Linked DNA regions of Sus scrofa: region 1 is linked to region 2. A link is a contact called in public HiChIP or PLAC-seq data. All regions are on one chromosome and are shown on one strand. Each heading gives the region's core, a stretch centred on a gene start, on an enhancer-like site or on the middle of the called end of the contact. The rest is flanking DNA. Distances are from core to core; before and after follow the strand shown.

Region 1 (2,700 bases), core at 141-2,640, 33 kb after region 2:
AGCCCTTTGGCCTCAGCACGTCTGGTCACAACAGTCCCCCTACTGCACAGGAAGGCAGAGGGGCTAATAAGGGATTATGACTCACCATGGCCACTTCATGAGTCAGCCACTATTGAGACAACACCCAGGTCCCCTGCGCCGGATGGAGACTTGTCCTTTGCCACATGTCACCTCCCCATTCTTTTGACTGATGACTGGAGGGACTTTTCTACACTTTCCTTCAGGTCAGTTTTTGAAGGAAGAGGTGAGGAGGTCCGGAAGTAGCAGCTCCTCCCCCACCCTCTCCCCCACCTCACCCCTCCTCCTTCTCCAGGACCGTCCCTTGGGGTACAGCCAGGAAAGGCAGTGAGTAAAACCCTTGTGACATGGGTGTGGCGGGCGCAGGCCAGGGGCTGGGGACAGGGGGACTCTGATCAACCTCTTAGGCAACGCCAACTGATTAACACCTAATCCTCCAGGCTGCCCAGTTCAGGGGGTTCTGGGCTCTCAGGGGTGTGGGGGTGGGTGATGATGGGAAATTTGAACAAGGGTCTCCAAATACCATGAGGGAGGAGGTGTTGGCAGGTGGTGGGAGTGGGGAGGGGGGAGCCTCTCTCTGCTCTTCCTAAAGCTTGAAGGACACTATGTCCAAGAATTCCCTCATTCATTCTTGTGCCTGCTAGTTATTGAGCACCTGCTGTGTGCCAGGCATTGGAGACACACCAGAGACTATAATTATTCCCCTGGCCCTGCCCCCACAGAGCCGATGTTCCAATGTGGGGAGACAGATGCTAAGTGAAAAGCAGTTGTGCGCTGGGAATTCCTGTCATGGCGCAGTGGCTAACGAATCTGACTAGGAACCATGAGGTTGCAGGTTCGATCCCTGGCCTTGCTCAGTGGGTTAAGGATCCGGCGTTGCCGTGAGCTGTGGTGTAGATCGCAGACACGGCTTGGATCCCGTGCTGCTCTGGCTCTGGCGTAGGCCGGTGGCTAGAGCTCCAATTTGACCCCCAGCCTGGGAATCTCCAATGTGCCGCAGGAGCGGCCCTAGAAAAGGCAAAAAGACCAAAAAACAGTTGTGTGGAAGCAAATAAATAATTTTTTTTTTCTTTTTTGGCCACCCCGCAGTATATGGAGTCCACAAGTTCACAGGCCAGGGATCAGATCTGAGCTGCAGTCTAGATCTAAGCTGCAGATCCCACTGAGCCACAGAGAGAACCCCAATAAATAAATTGAAGAGACTAAGTATAGAAGAATGAAGCAGGAAAGAGAGATGGAGTGTTGTGGGGGGGGTGACTTGTATATCAGGTGGTCAGCGAGGCCTTACCACAATGACACTGAGGAGGTGACTGAGGGCCTTGCTCCAGGGTGAGAAGGTGGATGGTCTGTCCCGCGATGGTTCTAGAAGTTTCTGTGGGGGCTGGGTGGGATGTGTTTGTGCACAGGCCTGGGCGGCCCCTTGTGTCACAGACATGTTCTCCAAGGCTGGTGTCTGGGGCTTGCCCTCAGCCAGCCATAGGAAGGTGGTCCCCCAGCTTCAGGAGACCAGGTGGTCTCCGGGCAGTGCCCTGTGAGAGCCTGGAGCCTAGTCCAGCCCCCCAACTCATCTCGTGATCCACACCCCTCTGGGCCGTCCCCACCACCCCCTCCCTGTCTAGCCTCCATCTCATCTCATCCTGGAGATTGTTTTATGGCTGGTGGGTCCAAGGGTCACAACTGACCCTCTCACCAGGAAAAAGAGGCCTCCCTTGGCTGTGAATGTGGTCATCTCAGCTTCCTTCCCCTTGTGGCCAGGGTACACAGGGGTGGGTGTTTCCTTTGGCTCCACCCCCAGGGGATTCTGGGAAAGAAGCCATAGGGTGAGGGTGAGGGTGGGGGTGGGGGAGGCGTGTCCGGGTCTCCAGATCCTGATTTCCTCCTGGCCCTTCACCCTTCACCTTCTGAATTCCTTTCCTGTGGCTGGCGAACAAAGTCCCACAGACGGATGGGGGACGGGGCGGGGGAGCGCCTGGAGCAGCAGAAATGTATTCTCTCCCAGTGCCCGAGGCTGGAAGTCCAAGATCAGGTTCCTTTTGAGCCCATTCCTTCTGAGCCCTTTCCCCTTGCCTTTTTTGTTGTTGTTGTTTGTTTTATGGCCCGGCCAGCCACATGTGGTAGTTCGGGGATCAGGGACTGAACCTGCACCACAGGAGCAATCAAAGCTGCTGCAGTGACAACACCGAATCCTTAACCCACTGTACCATGAGGGAACTCCCCAAAGGTCCCCTTTTTACAAGGAGCCCAGTCCTACGGATTAGAGCCCACACTAGTCACCTCATTTTAGCTCAATTACCTGTGTGAAGACCCCCATCTCCAAATACAGTCACATTCTGAGGCCCCGGGGTTAGGAGTCCAACATATGAATCTGGGGCTAGGGCACACAATTCAGTCCTTAACGTCTTTCAAAGTTGTGATGAAACCTAAGCCCAGTGGTCTCAGCTCAAGGGTCACCTCCCCTAGAGGCTGCCCCTGGCCAAAGTCGCCCCACCCCAGTCACACCCAGTATAACACCTTCGATGGAAGGGAGCTCTGTTTATCTATGTTAGCTGTTTACACCAGAAAGCAGGAATCTGTGTATTTTGGGCACTGGTATACGCCTGGCCCTTAGAACCTTCCCCCCACAATCAAAGGAGCTCCAAATATACTTGTGAAGTGAACCCCACAACTCAGCCTGCAACGCAG
Region 2 (2,700 bases), core at 151-2,650:
AGGGCCTGATGGCTGGGCAGGATATTGAGCAGCAGCAGCAGGAAAAGAAGGGATGTACCCTAACCACGGCAAAAGGCTGAGAAGTGCAAAGTGCACCCATGAATGGGTGTGCGTGTGTGTGTGTGTGCGTGTGTGTGTGTGTCTGGGTGCCTGTTGCCTCAGCATAACTGGGGCATACACCAGCCCTCCATTCTCCCATATGCCAGTGCCCAGGGGCAAGGGGCCTGAGGCCCTAAGGGGAGCCTCCAGCCCAGGCCTCCCTCATCTCCTCTGCCCCTACCTTCTGCAGCTCCACTGACTCCAGCACCAGGCCACCGTGTCCACTGCCGGCTCTGGTTACCTGCTCCAGCGGGGCCACCAGCTCACACCAGCAGCTCCCAGCACTCAGCTCTGACACCTGATCAGCTCTGAACAGGCAGCCACCCCCAATGGTAGGGGATGAGCAGAGGGAGGAGACAGACTGGCAGTGGGCCTGTCTGTTGGCCACCAGGCTTTGGCAGGAAGACATGGATGTTTTTCCCTAACATCACTGGGCAGATTTCAGTTTCTGGAAAGAGCCACCCTCTTCTGCTCTTCCCATCCTTTGGACTTGCTGTTCCTCTGCCAGGAGCCCTCTTTCTGTACCTCCTGTCAGCCCCAATTGGCTGATTTCCCCCACCTCACTTGTACTCACTGTTCAGATCTTTAGTGAAACATTTCCTCCTCCAGGAAGCCTTCCTGGTTGTCTCCCAGGCTGGGTCAGCTGCCTCCGCCAGAGCGCCTTCCTTGCTCAATGCCCTCATTACACACAGGTCACACTAAGTCACCACTGCTAGGTCATGAAATGCTGCATTTGCTCTCCAGCGTCCCCCTAGTGGCTGTGCAATACATTTCTTAAATGAGTCCTAAAGGCCACCAGCCCCAGTGACCGGAAGCAGTTTCTCCATTTTCTTGGTGCAGTCGAGACCTGTCCTGCTGAGTGATTATCGCCCACCTAGATAATGTCCAAGTATCTTAAGAGTGGCGTCCTCAACCTTCCCTTAGTGAGGCCCCAAATTGCCCCCACGACGCACAGGTACTGTACATTTGTAAATTTAGAAAATTCTGAAATTTTCAGGGGAAAGAACCTTGGATTGGGAGCATGAGTCCCGGGTCCCTTCTCTCAAGCTCTGTTCTGCAAGAGTGGAGGGCGAGTAAGGGGAACGTCAATTCACTCATTTGTGAGAAAAGGGGAAAAGGGCACTGATCTTCGTGCCCCTCGCTTTAGAGGCGACTAGAGAACTCTCTCGTCGGCTATCCCCCAGTTTCCAGCCCGGTCACTGGACAGCCTTTTTCCCACCACCCGCTACATGCCCAGCATACAGTACGAAGCAGAAGCTGGAAGCAGGTCTCCCTTTGCCATCAGTTAATATGGCGACCGCAGCGTCCGTCCGGGGCGCATGCGTCTTGGAAGGAGACGCCAGGTGCGGTGGATGGGAATGCGGCTCCTCCTTCCCCGTCCCACCCCATTTCCGGCGGAAGCGGCCACAACAAGGGAAACTTTATTGTTCCCGTTGGGGCGGTGAGGATGTCGGTGAATTATGCGGCTGGCCTGTCGCCGTACGCAGACAAGGGCAAGTGCGGTCTCCCCGAGGTGAGCGCGGCGGGATCCCGACAGCTACCCCCAGGGCCGTGGGCTGGGCGGGGCCTACCGGCAGCGGGGAATTGTGGGAATAGCAGGAGACACTGAGGCTAGATAATGGGAGGGACTTCCCAATGAGGAGGGGGCGGGAAGTGACGCCCCAGCGCGGCCGGGGACGCGAACACGCCCAGCTCTGGGTCGGTTAGGCTGGTGACTCGGGGAAGGACCAGCGATGGGGTGGTCTTCAAGTTCTGATAAGGGAGCACCCAATGTATATCCAGGCAGAATGCACTACCCGGGCAAAGCGGGGGGGTGGGGTGGAAATAAACTTAGAGAGCAGATTAGATCAAAGAGGTTTCCAGAAGGAGGCCAGGATGGGCCTCAAGTGCCAGGCTGGGGAGTTGACACTAAGGGTGATGCGGAAGGGTTTTGACCTGGGGAGGAACCTGGAGGATGTATCAGAAACACTCCTCCAACCACGCTGAAAAGAAGTCCCTCCGTACGCTGAGACCTTGGCTGGGTCACTTCTTTCTGGGTTTCCTTTCCCCTTCTGTAAACTGGGGAGAAGATTGCCCCCCTCCCACAAAGGCTGGCTCGTTCATTCTGAGTCAGGCATCAGTGAGCTCTTAGATGATGTGCAGCCCCACTCTTCCCTCCTGGGTGTTTTTCACTTTATTCCACAAACATTCAAGTACTTACCTTATACCAGACACTTTCTCCAACCTGGAGCCACATCACAGAACAAGACAGATGAGCAGCAAATAAGTATAAGAAATCAGATAGTGGGGAGTTCCTGCTGTGGCGCAGCAGTTTAAGGATCCTGCCTTGCTGGAGCTGTGGCTTGGATTGGATCCCTAATCAGGGAACTTCCCTATGCTGTGTTGCAGCCAAAAAAAAAGAAAGAAGAATAAAAAGAAACCAGATGGTGGTAAGAGCTAGGGAGAAAAGCAAAGCAGATAAGAAGAGCTGAGGGCTGCATTGAAACCAGGTGGCCAGGGAGCCATCACTGAAAATGACTATTTTTCCCCCAATTTAAAAAATACTCATAAAATATACGCAATATAAAATTTACTTTCTTAACTATTTTAAGACTACAGTTC

What was found. HiChIP or PLAC-seq counts read pairs in DNA pulled down with a chosen protein or histone mark.
Region 1: a contact with region 2 is called in an H3K27ac HiChIP or PLAC-seq map of alveolar macrophages. The contact joins the enhancer-like site here to the promoter of ANKRD24 in region 2. A contact is called at or near these places in 1 of 5 promoter capture datasets (fetal liver), 20 of 47 Hi-C or Micro-C datasets (blood, embryonic fibroblasts, fetal heart ventricle and 10 more) and 1 of 2 datasets of contacts at active chromatin or transcription factors (alveolar macrophages).

The regions. Positions count from the first base shown.
Region 1 is chr2:74,600,036-74,602,735 of Sscrofa11.1, forward strand. No RefSeq gene overlaps it. Among named protein-coding and RNA genes, the nearest start is that of CREB3L3, 13 kb to the left of the region's middle. Within about 2 kb of position 1,391, at least 36 of the 83 cell types and tissues checked have an H3K27ac peak or open chromatin away from gene starts, as enhancers often do. A contact at or near this core is called in alveolar macrophages, fetal liver, liver and 1 more, where this site is marked.
Region 2 is chr2:74,567,002-74,569,701 of Sscrofa11.1, forward strand. It overlaps ANKRD24 (ankyrin repeat domain-containing protein 24), which reads right to left and starts at 1,401. Exons shown (of 23, transcript XM_021084071.1): 1 at 674-1,401. SIRT6 (sirtuin 6) reads left to right here and starts at 1,538. Exons shown (of 10, transcript NM_001114273.1): 1 at 1,538-1,612. The coding sequence starts at 1,547.